Linked DNA regions of Sus scrofa: region 2 is linked to region 1. Evidence: chromatin contacts called from public targeted proximity ligation data. All regions are on one chromosome and are shown on one strand. The core of a region is the stretch at or near the end of the contact, and the rest is flanking DNA. Distances in the headings are between cores, read along the strand shown. Region 1 holds the start of LYRM1 (LYR motif-containing protein 1). Region 2 overlaps DCUN1D3 (DCN1-like protein 3).

Evidence for each region.
Region 2: a targeted proximity ligation map of skeletal muscle shows a contact between it and region 1. A contact is called at or near these places in 10 of 47 Hi-C or Micro-C datasets (brain, embryonic fibroblasts, fibroblasts and 6 more) and 2 of 2 datasets of targeted methods (alveolar macrophages and skeletal muscle).

Annotation. Positions count from the first base shown.
Region 1 is chr3:25,148,607-25,154,234 of Sscrofa11.1, forward strand. LYRM1 (LYR motif-containing protein 1) reads right to left here and starts at 3,406. Exons shown (of 4, transcript XM_021086518.1): 1 at 3,280-3,406. It overlaps DCUN1D3 (DCN1-like protein 3), which reads left to right and starts at 2,895. Exons shown (of 4, transcript XM_021086516.1): 1 at 2,895-3,082.
Region 2 is chr3:25,192,313-25,197,940 of Sscrofa11.1, forward strand. DCUN1D3 (DCN1-like protein 3) reads left to right here. Exons shown (of 4, transcript XM_021086516.1): 4 at 1-3,739. All of the region lies in intron 19 of REXO5 (putative RNA exonuclease NEF-sp), which reads right to left. Among named protein-coding and RNA genes, the nearest start is that of LYRM1, 43 kb to the left of the region's middle.

The DNA.
Region 1 (5,628 bases), core at 2,156-4,655:
TGAGGAACTGCATTTTTAATTTTATTTAAACTTAAATAGCTGCATTTAGCCAGTGGCTACATATGGACAGCAGAGCTCTAGACCAAGTATTGCAAATCAAATGGCCACAGGGGTCAGGCAGGTAGCAGAAGGGAGAAGAATCTCATTGGCTCCAGCTGACTGATGCTGTGTAGAACCCTAAGGCAGTTGTTGCCAGATTGTCTCATTTCTTAAATGATGCCAAAAATCTGAATTTTGATGTCCAATGTTTAAATTTGGCAAGAAATTTGTTTTTGTTTTTCTTTTTACAGCTGCACCTGAAGCATATGGAAGTTTCTGGGCCAGGGGTTGAATCACAGCAGCAGCTGAGGCCTACACCTCGGCTGTGGCAACCCTGGATCCTTAACCCACTGAGTCAGGCCAGGGATCAAACCTGCATCCTCACAGAGTGAGGGTCCTTAACCCCTAGTGAGCTACAATGGGAACCCCCAATTTTTTTTTTTTTTTTTTTTGGCAAGAAAAATTTCAAGAAATTTAAACCAATCTGCGGGCCAAACCATGTCTGTAGGTGGTATCTGTTTTGCCAGTTTGTAATGTGTAATCTAGGCCAACCCCTTAAAGTCAAAGAAAAGGGTCTTATTCATTGTCACTCTGCTGGTCAGTAGCTGTCCAAGACTGAAATCTAGGCCTTCTGATACCCTTTCTAGATTGCATAAGAGCAACCGTTTCTACTGGTGGAGGTGGCAGCAACAGCAGGAACAGATGCCCCTTTGTCAGAAGTTGCTGAAGTCCATGGTTGATACATTATTCCTACATGTTGGGTCCTACGGGCAAGGGTCTGTACTTTAAGCAAGTAGGGCACAAAGAAGAAATAGCTCATGGGGTAGTCAGACCTATAGACAATTAACTGGCAAAGTCAGGTTTGCTATAGTGAAGATAATCAGCTAAGCAGTAACAAAAGCAAAAAAAAAAAAAAAAAAAAAAAAAAAGCAGTAACAGCTGGGAGAGGAAAGAAGGGAAGAGATTTGAGCCAGGCCTTAGAGGATGGGTCCCATTGTTTCAGGATACTATGGAAGCTCTTTGTATCTCTGAAGACTTGCTAGTGTCCAGAGTCCCCTCTGCCGGTTTTTCCTTCTCTGGATCATCTTTAAATGTCAAAAGCCCCCAAGGAGTTTGGAGGCCTTTGTCTTTATCTCCACCCTCTTCTCAGGTGACCTAGGAATAAACTGCTACATTTATTACCTGAGTTTTCCCTTGATTTGTATATCTAACTTCTCCACACCTTTACCTGTGGTTAACAGACTAATCAAAACTAATATTCAAAATAGTCCCTTCCAAACTCTTTTTCTCTTAGGAGTCATCCTTGGTTCCTCCTTTTCCCAAACACTTCATATCCAATTTGGCAGTATGTCCTGCAAGCTCTACAGCCAGAATACATTCTGAATTCAATTCTATTTCCATTGTGATCATAACACTACTGTCACCTCTCACCTGGCCTACAGCAACAGCCTCATAACAGGTCTGACTACTTCTACCCTTCTCTATCCAATAGCCAAGAATGATTTGCTAAAAATATAAATCAGATTTGGTCACTCCTTCTTAAAACCCTCCAGTAATGTAGTAGCAGCCGAACCCTCACCGTGGGCTAAAAGACTAGACTAGATCAAGCCCTGCCACTTCTCCATCACAGACCACTCTGCCTGGCTCTTGCTTTTATTCCTTCCTACTCCAAGCACCTGGCCTTCTTCCCTTCTTTCCTCAGATCCCTGCCCATTGGCTCTTTTCACCACCTAGAAAGCTCATTCCCTACCTTCCTTCTTTTCTCGGATTTCTGCAAAACTCAGCCTCCTCTGAGTAGCTTTATGGATTTAAAGTGGCCCTCACCCCATCTTCTACCACTTCATCTGATATTACTATCTTTGGGGCATTCCTCACTTGCTGATATTTTTTATTGATTTACTTTTTAACTTTCTCCCAGACTCGAATCACAGACCAACGCCTTTTGCACTAAGAAGCTAGTTCTCATTATCTTAGAAAGTATCGGTGTCCTGTCAACCTTCCTCCCTCGCCCTACTAATTTGCCCCTACTAATCTCCCATTGACATTCGGGAATCCAAAGGTTTCAGACATCCCAGATGGTCCCCAAACCAGCATTTTCAGCATTCCCAAACCAGGCTTCCCCTTCCTGGCCCTGGAGCCACTTCCCTTGGCAGGTTCCCCACGCCAGCAGCGGGGACACCGAGCCGCCCTCGCGAGGCTGGGGTCACACAGGCTCGTCTCCTAGCAACGTCGCACCCCCCACCCTCACCCATCCCTGCCCCTTGGGAGCCAACCCCTTCCCCCAGTCTCCCGCGCCAGGAGTCAGCGTCTCCATTCTCTACACTCACTCTGCGTCAGTCCAGCCTTCCCCCACCCACAGAAGCGCCGCAGCCTACGGCAGACTGGGAGGAGGCGGCGCCGGGAGCCCAGCTGAGCCGTGGTCGACAGAGCTTAAGCAGGTCCGGTAGGCCAGGCCAGACCAAACCACCAGACGAACCTCCGTGGGAGCATTCGTACCAGGTCGGGGGTAGGCTAGAGCCTTCCTTAAACGTCACACTCTAGACCACCCTCCACCGTATTCGCAACAATTATAGCCAAGTTCAACCTTTTCTTATTTTTCCTTTCCCCCTTCCGCTCTCCTCTCCCCCGGATTCCAGCCCCCCCCCCGAAAATGGGCCAGTCCATCTCCTCCTAGCCCTCCCTCCGCGTCGCTAGGTCTTTGCCCTTACTTGGCGACGGCTTCGTACGTCTTTGCGTACGTCGTGACGCAACCTGCCCCTCGTTCCCTCCCCGCCCTTCTCCTATTCCGCCTCCCGGAGCGGGCGGCCCGCGGGGTTACCGGAAGTGATGATGCAGGAGGCGATGGAGGGGGCGGGGTTTCGGGGCGGCCGCCGCCGGTGGGCCGCAGATGAAGAGGAGGCGGCGGCAGTGGTGGAAGAAGAGGCGGCGGCGGCGGTGGGGGTAGGGTGCTTGAAGACGCGAGCGGGGATGGTAGGTGGTTTGGACCTGCCGGGCCGCCGTCGTTTCCAGAAAGGGTTTGACTGGAGGAACCTCTGGAGCAGCTGTGAGTTTGGGGGTTGGGGGGTGTATGAGGAAAAGGGGAGGCTTTGGGAGATGAAGGGGCGGGGGTTTGGGTACCTTCGAGAAAGGGGGGTAGAAGGGGAGGAGTGGAAATCGGCGCCTTGTCTGGACTGGTCCCGCTGGAGGAAGACGCTGTGAGGGGGCCCTGTGGCGTGTCAGCCCCAGGCTCAGAAAACTTACCTACTGTCTCTGCCCCTCCACCGCCGGCACCCCCCACCCGCCACCCAAGGCCTGGGGCTCTGGGGGCCGGAGCTGCCCTGGAGGGAGTGCAAACTCTAGTCTTCTGCCCCTGGTAAGTGCAGTGAGGTAGGAGCCCAAGCAGGAGGTGGTGGGTGAATCTCCAGCTCCTCCGCCCTCATTTCCCTCCCCACCCCCATCCTTCTCTTTAATCATTAACAGCCCTGGAATTAAGGGGCTCAGACCTGGAGGCCTTCCTATGCACCTTTGCTGTAAACGATAACCATCTGTGCCTGAGGTAATGGGGCTGGAAGCTTTGCCTGTATCCTGTATAGGAAGTGGGACAGGGTGACAAATGTATTGTTTTTTTCTATTCTCCCCCACCCCCATCCTCCCCCATGCATACCCCTCCTTTCCACTTTAATTCTCCGTGGCTAAGTAGTAATCGTGTTTTTTTCTTTTTCTTTTTCCCTTTCGTCTTGGTACCTTCTTTTGAATTTGGTGTTCTGCTTCTATCCCAGATCTTAACTTCAAGCTTTGTAATACTTCAGTTACAAGCTGTGTCTCTTTGGGAGTACTTCTCAATGCCCGGTCGCTCCCGATTAAGATAAGCATTTTCTCCTAAGAATACTGGAATTCCAAAGCCTTGCAGGGATTCCTGAATGGCATCATAGTCCAGGAATCAAGGTCTCTTCCTCTGAATACTTTATATGTGAGGAATTTAAATGTTGTCAACTCTTTCCAGAATGTTTTGATCTTAGGCTAATTCTGGATTTCTGTGTTTTTCTCCACCCACACTTCATAATGCACTTTGGAGAAGAGAAAACCCCATGTACTTTTTTGTTTCTACAATTTGACAATAGCTCTTTTATCTTTCTCTCCACTTGTGTGTCTGGCACACAAGTCTTCGATGACACATTTGGCTTGTACTGATTTCCATCTTATTTATTTAGCTGAATGTTTGTATATAAGTGGCGTTAAATAAGACATTGTGACTTGTTTAGTTTTGTTTTAAGGAAGAAGGTAAACCAATAAGGGATGTAAAAAAATCATTTGAAAATTGCAAAGAATGATTGAAGAAGAAGATCTCCGTTGATATTCTGTTGGTTTAAGGGGGAAAAAAATGTAGTGCTACTTTAGCCTTTTGTAGGGATTTCAGAGTGAAGTGTGATGATTCCTATTTTGGTGTTGATATTTTCTTTGGAAATCTTTTTTGGATTATAAATTTGGAAATAAATTCTTTGTTGAATCTGGAGCTGTGTTTTCTGAAGAACTTGAAGAGTTGGTGCCCAAATTTTAGGGATCATTTGATTAGAAAAAGTCCATAAATCCTGTTCCTCTGCAACTGAATTTATATGCTTATTGCTAGACAAATTATCATAACATGGGTTCCATTCTACTCATCGGGGCTTTCAAGCCTGATAAAACAGAATATTTAATGCTTTGATTGTACAAGTAATGGCATGTTTAGATGTTTCACAGAAATGTAACAGAAGAAAAAAATGACTACTTTTCTCATTTTAGCTGAATTGGAATCATTGACTAAAAACTCCAAAATTCATTCAATCAACAAACTTTTCTTGACTGGCTACTAATTGCTAGCTATTATTTCAGGCAATGGGTCTGTGAAGGTGAACACAGCAGTAAGGTCCACGCTGCCCTGGAGCTTAGGTTAGAGTGGAGGTGGTGTGGGGACAGATAAATAAGCAAATGAGATTTTGATAAGTGCTGAAGGAAACAAGAGTGATGTGATAGAAAGTGTCTGATTGAGATATAGTCGGAGACCTTTCGGAGGAGGTGACGCTTAAGCTGAGCTTCGAATGAAAAGGAGCCCATTATGCAGAGATAGGGGAGGAGCCTTCCAAGTTCAAGGAGTAGCTAGTGCAGAAACTGTCTGGAGTGAGTTTGGCAAGTTTCAGGGAGGAAAAAAGAGGTAGGCGGAAAGGAGATGAGGGAAGATGGGTTAGGGGAGAGAGGAGAGTGAAAAGATTCTAGGTCAGAGAGGTGGAAATAGGCTCATAAATAGGTAGGCAAAATAAGAGTAAGAAGGAGAAGGAATTGTAAAATGATGCTCCGTTTTAATTCTGTTGCCTTTCCTAGAGTCTTACCACATACTACTTTGAGGGTATACTTGGCCTATTATATTTAAAAAAAAAAAAAAGTCACCCTGCTGAGAGTGGGAGAGGAGGAGGCAGTGGTCATCTGGAACTTTTTTGGCAGATGGATCTCAAGCCATGTGTTAAAAAATCAGTGAGATGAAGTTCCTGTCATGGCTCAGTGGAAATGAATCTGACTAGCATCCATGAGGACACAGGTTCCATCGCTGGCCTTGCTCAGTGGGTTAAGGATCTG
Region 2 (5,628 bases), core at 1,434-3,933, 43 kb after region 1:
CAGGGAATCCAGAGTGATAGAGAAAAGAAAGGAGGCTGCTCCTCCTGGGGGCTCAACTTCCCTCTGCTAAATTGGGAGGATGGGGGAGCTTAGATTAACATGATCCCTGATGACTCCAACTGGATCTTAAATTCTAAAGTCTGATTGTGGTAGACCACTTATGACCCATAACTTCCTTTAATTGCCATTTTCTGTCTAGTTACTGTTTATATTTGGGAAAGCTGTTGACCAGCCATCTTAGTCACTTCTTTGATGGAGGACCTAATGGCCTTCTCAAAGATTCCCAGCCTCATGTTGGTATCTCTTTAAAAAAATTAAGTACAGTGGTGGCATTAGATGTGTTTTTTCTTTTCATTTGGAAAGGGCTTAGGAATCATGACTACCTCCTCTTTCTAGATTATAAGCTTTCTTCAGAAAACTGGAATTTTTTTATTACCAAGGTCAGCATCAGATGGAAGATGGAAGGAAATTTAGGGGGAGACTTTTTCACTTAAAAAGTATTCATCCAAAACATGTACTTATTTTTCCAGGTGACTCTCGGGCTTGTATCTGCTTTGGCCTGAGTTTTTGAGCCCAGCCAGGGCCTTACAAATAGAGGTGGGGGTGATTTGGGTGCTTATATCTAGAGCATGGAGCTATTCGAAGTGTCATGGTGCTGTATGGCTAAAATCCAATTTTTGATTAGATGAGGGATAAGCAACTAACTCATACTAATACCAGCTAAGCTTCACTGTATGTGTGTGGAATGGACTTCTTGTTGTCGTTAAGCATGAATGGTACACTGAAGGTGGTGCTGAGGGCCCAGAGTATAGTAGAATCACCTCAGTACTGGCTTCTTCCTTCCTCTCAAATCAGTTGCCAAAGCACATAGCTTCCGTTAGCTCTGCAAATCATTCTCTAGCTCTCAATTCTGACCTAGATCCAAAAGCGTTAGTCTGCCTGGGAAGTTAAGGCAAGGGAGTTAGCCTCCTAACCTCTTCCACTTCCTTTCCTTCCAAGGATGTCCTGACCTATGAAAGCTGTAATGGTCTTTTGTGGGTATAACATTCTTCCTATGTAACATTCCAATCCTGATTTTCTTCTTACCTCAGGGGTGCTGAGAAAGTCCTAGTGGAATATGGCAGCAATGCAGTCAGCAGCAGAGCATCTAACTTTTAAATAGTATTTTGTAATCCATGCTGCTGAGGACTCCATAGGCCGACAATATTTACCTGGGGTGGTGCTGAAATTGCTAGTATATCACAATACAGAGCTATAAAACAATATGGTACTAGCGTTAAGACAGAAGACAGAGACACAAGGCTGTTGTATACGTGGGCTGACATAATAAATAATGTAGGCTCTTTTACTGCATTTTAAGTAAGATAAATTGGATTAAATCTAAGTATTTGTGGGAAGAGTTACCATATGCTAAAATTTAAGTCCCAGGAGGAATAAAGGTATAAAAATTAAATCATTCAAAACTATATATATATATAAATGGATATTAAATTGCTCTCTGGTTATGTCAAGACTTTCTACCCATAAAAGCAAATAGAAAAAAATCATAACAAGAACAAACTTCTAAAACGTACTACCTTTAAAAACTAGGAACGTTTTTGCAATAATTGACAGGATACCTTAAAAAATAAGTATGGAAAAGAGAACAGAAACATGGGCAAAAGATATGGACAACTCACTAAAGAAAATTGGCCAAAAAGCTTCTGGAAAAAAGGATATTGAATCTTTCAACCTAAAGGGGATTCAAACAAACAGAAATTAAACCTATAATGAAACTTTTAACCTATCAAACTGACAAAGATATGAAACAAATTGATGCTAGCAAACACAAACTTTCCTGGAATTTAAAAAACTTTCAGTGGGAATTCCTGCTGTCACGCAGTGGGCTGATGATCCGACTTGTCTCTGGTGTTGCCAGTTTGATCCCCAGCCTGACACAGTGGGTTAAGGACCCGGTATCACCACAGCTGTGGCATAGGTCACAGATGTGACTGGGATTTGATCCCTGGCCTGGGAACTCCTAAATGGAGCAGGTGTGGATGAAAAAGCAAAAAAAATTAAATAAATTTTTAAAAAATCCCCCCCCCCAAAAATAAAACCTTCAGTGTTCATAGTCTTTAGACCAATCATTTCACTTCTAGGAATTTTTCCTCAAGAAATATTATCTGCCAAAGATGTGGCAAGGATATGACTGGCAGCATCATTTGGGAATAACTTCAGTGTTGACCACAGAGGACTGTTTTAGAAATTATGACACACATCAACACACTGGAATATTATGCAGCTATTAAAAACTGCTTTTGAATAATGGAAAGATTGTAAAATAGTGGCATTAGATGTAATTTTAACTTTTTTGGATTTTTCAGGTTTCTATTACTGGGTTTCCTTTATAATAGGGAAGGTATTACAAGGGGGGGAAGAAAAAAGGAAATGAAATTGAACATGGCTGAGTATCCTGAACAACCCAACCCCACTATGGGTGAGGAGGCCAGAGAAGTTGGGGAGTAGTACGTTCAAAGCCTAAACCAAGAGTTCTGTGAAAATCTTTCAAGTTGCTTTTTTCCCCTAAATGAAAAGCTGCTTCTCCAGCAGCTGCCTTGGCAGCTCTGCACTGGCTGTCTAGAAGGGTGTGGGAGGAAAAATGCACAAACGCACTTATGAATGGAATGTGTGTTTTGCAAGAGGCCAAGTTGGCAGCTTTGGCTTCCAAAAGACCGAGCATCAGCTGAAAGAACAGTGTGTGCAGACTGGGGCCTCAGAGACCTTATGGTCTGGGCCCATCTCTGCAGAGTTCTGGAGTGGGGGCCCATTGGGAAACTTCCAGCCCCACCCATTCAGGAAAAGAAATGGCTCTGACTAGTCCTAGGAGCAAAGGGAGTGCTTTTGGCACAGGGAGCCCTCATCTGCTCTATTATCCTGCAGTTAGAAGATGATCCTCAGTACAATGTAGGCTTTCCCTAATTTAATTCTTAAAACAACCTTGTTTAGTAAGTACTAATGTTGCCATTTTTACAATGAGGAAACTGAGGCTCAGAGAGGGAAAATAATTCATATCCAGATCACTATTTGGTCATTTTCCAAAAACTGAGTTTTTGAATAGTCATAATAATCCTTAAAAGTAGATATATCCCCACAGAGCTGTGTAAATGGACTTCAGGTTAAGTGACTTGCCCAGGAGCAGAGCTGAAGCACCAACCTAGGCAGACATTTATTTTGTCTCTCAGGACTGGAGTCTCATGAGGTAGACAGCAGCTAAGCTCCCACAGCTTTGGAACTCAGCTGCAGCAGGAAAGAAATCCTGCAACACGTTTGGTTTCAAGGTGTTCTCAGGACCTTGCAGCTGAGGTCAGCAGTATACCTGGGGAACTTGGCTCTTTACAAGGGAACTTCAAAAACTGTAGTATCTCAATTCCAAATCAAGCTCTTCAGTTTGGCCTCCTGGTTGCCAACTTTCATAGGGCCAGACTTTTTTTTTTTTTTTTTTGGTCTTTTTAGGGCCCCACCCACAGCACATGGAGGTTCCCAGGCTAGGGGCTGAGTCGGAGCTATAGCTGCCAGCTTATACCACAGCCAGAGCAATGCCAGATCTGAGCCACATCTGCCACCTACAAACCCACTGAGCAAGGCTAGGGATTGAACCTGCATCCTCATGAATACTAGTCAGATTTGTTTCCGCTGAGCCACAACGGGACCTCCCATAGGGCCAGATCTTAATAGAAGTTACATTTAAAAGGCTAAACACTGGGAATTCCTGTTGTGGATCAGTGGTAACAAGCCCAACTAGTATCCTGAGCTGCGGTGTAGGTGTAGGCCGCAGTTGTAGACTGGATTTGACGTGTAGCCTGGGAATTTCGATATGCTGCACATGCAGACCCCAAAAAAGCAGGAAAAAGAAAAAGAAAAAGTGAAACACTGCCTCAAATATCCAAATTTGCAAGTTACTTTTCAATAGAATGCTTTTTTCTAATTATAAAAGCAATATATGCTGATTTAAAAAAATACAGAAAAGCATTTGGTAAAATTCAATCTGCCAATCCCATTAGCTAGTGATAAATACTGTTCATATTTTGGCATATAAACTTCCAGATTTTGTTTCAAGCCCATGCATATCTTGGTATATTTTTTTTCTACAGAAATAGATTCACACTATACAGATATTCTGTAACTCTCCATGCTTTATACAACCTACAATATATTATGAATGCATAATCTCATCTTTATAACAATCCTAGTAAGATATGTACCATTACTATGTACCAAGCACAGAGATGTTAAATAACTTATTCAAGTTCCCACAACTAAAAAGTAGGAAAGCTGGGATTCAAGAGTCAGGGAGTCTGGATCTGGTCTTCTGCTGCTTCTTACAGATCTCTTTCACTAGAGATTTTATTTACACACGAACGCATTAATTTTAAAAATAATAACCACCTAGATTTACATTGTAATGACCCCATAATATCCCCTCTATACATGTTTTTGAGAAACTATCCTATTACTATAGGATAATTCTCTTGAAGTGGAATTGCGGGGTCCCAGCGTATAGAGCGATCTGTGAGGTTTTTTGTAATGATACGTACTGCATGCTGGACTAGTTCAGCTTTTCTGGAGTATAGCTAATATCTCTATCAGTTTCGGAACTGTGTGTACCTGTGCCCATGTCCTTTGCAATTTAGAATGTTGACAATTTGAGAGGTGATAAAAAGCAAAGGCTTTACTGAAAATGATACTTCCAGTTCTAAAGGGGAACTCTGATGTGATGGAGGCACCTATTGGTGAAACGTAACACTGCAGTCTCACTCTGAAGGGAAGGAAGTGTTCCTAAAAACTGAATTGAGGAGTTCCTGTTGTGGCTCAGTGGTTAACGAATCCCACTAGGAACCATGAGGTTTTGGGGTTTGATCCTTGGCCTTGCTCAGTGGATTAAGGATCTGGCGTTGCTGTGAGCTGTGGTGTAGGCCACAGATTCGGCTTGGATCTGATGTTGCTGTTCCATAGGCCGGCGGCTATAGTTCCGATTGGACCCCTAGCCAGGGCACCTCCATGTGCCACGGGTGCAGCCCTAGAAAAGACCAATAAATAAATAAATAATAAAAACTGAATTGAAAGGGGGCTTCCAGTGTTGGTGAAAAGCTAAGAGTCTTCAACTTTCCTCTCTGTTGGACCTGCCAGATTTTCAGTTAACTTATCTTTTTCCTTCAATTTTTTAACAGCCATCAATGAGGAAATAGTTTGCCTTATAGATATTTGCTTTACAGATACCACAGCTTTGACAAACTCCATAACGGCTGGGTTTTCTCCACAGAGAATTCGCTCCTCCTGGTCTCCTTACCTATACATACCATGTAATAGCAGTGCTACCGTGAAATGAACACCTGCTACAGTACCTGTGTATCAACCCACTGACACGAAGAAAATACAGACTGTTTCCTCCCCTCACCCTGTCTTAAGATGAAGAATGTTTGAATTTTAGGCATTTATTGAAAATTTATACATGCCACATAAATGCACTAGACTCCTTAGCTGGTACAGCTGATACAAAGTTTCCAAAAAAGCTGTCTACTATATAAAGGAGTCTGGCAGCCTCTGGAGTGCCAGCAGCCCGACCACATTCTCTGCCATTGCCCATGA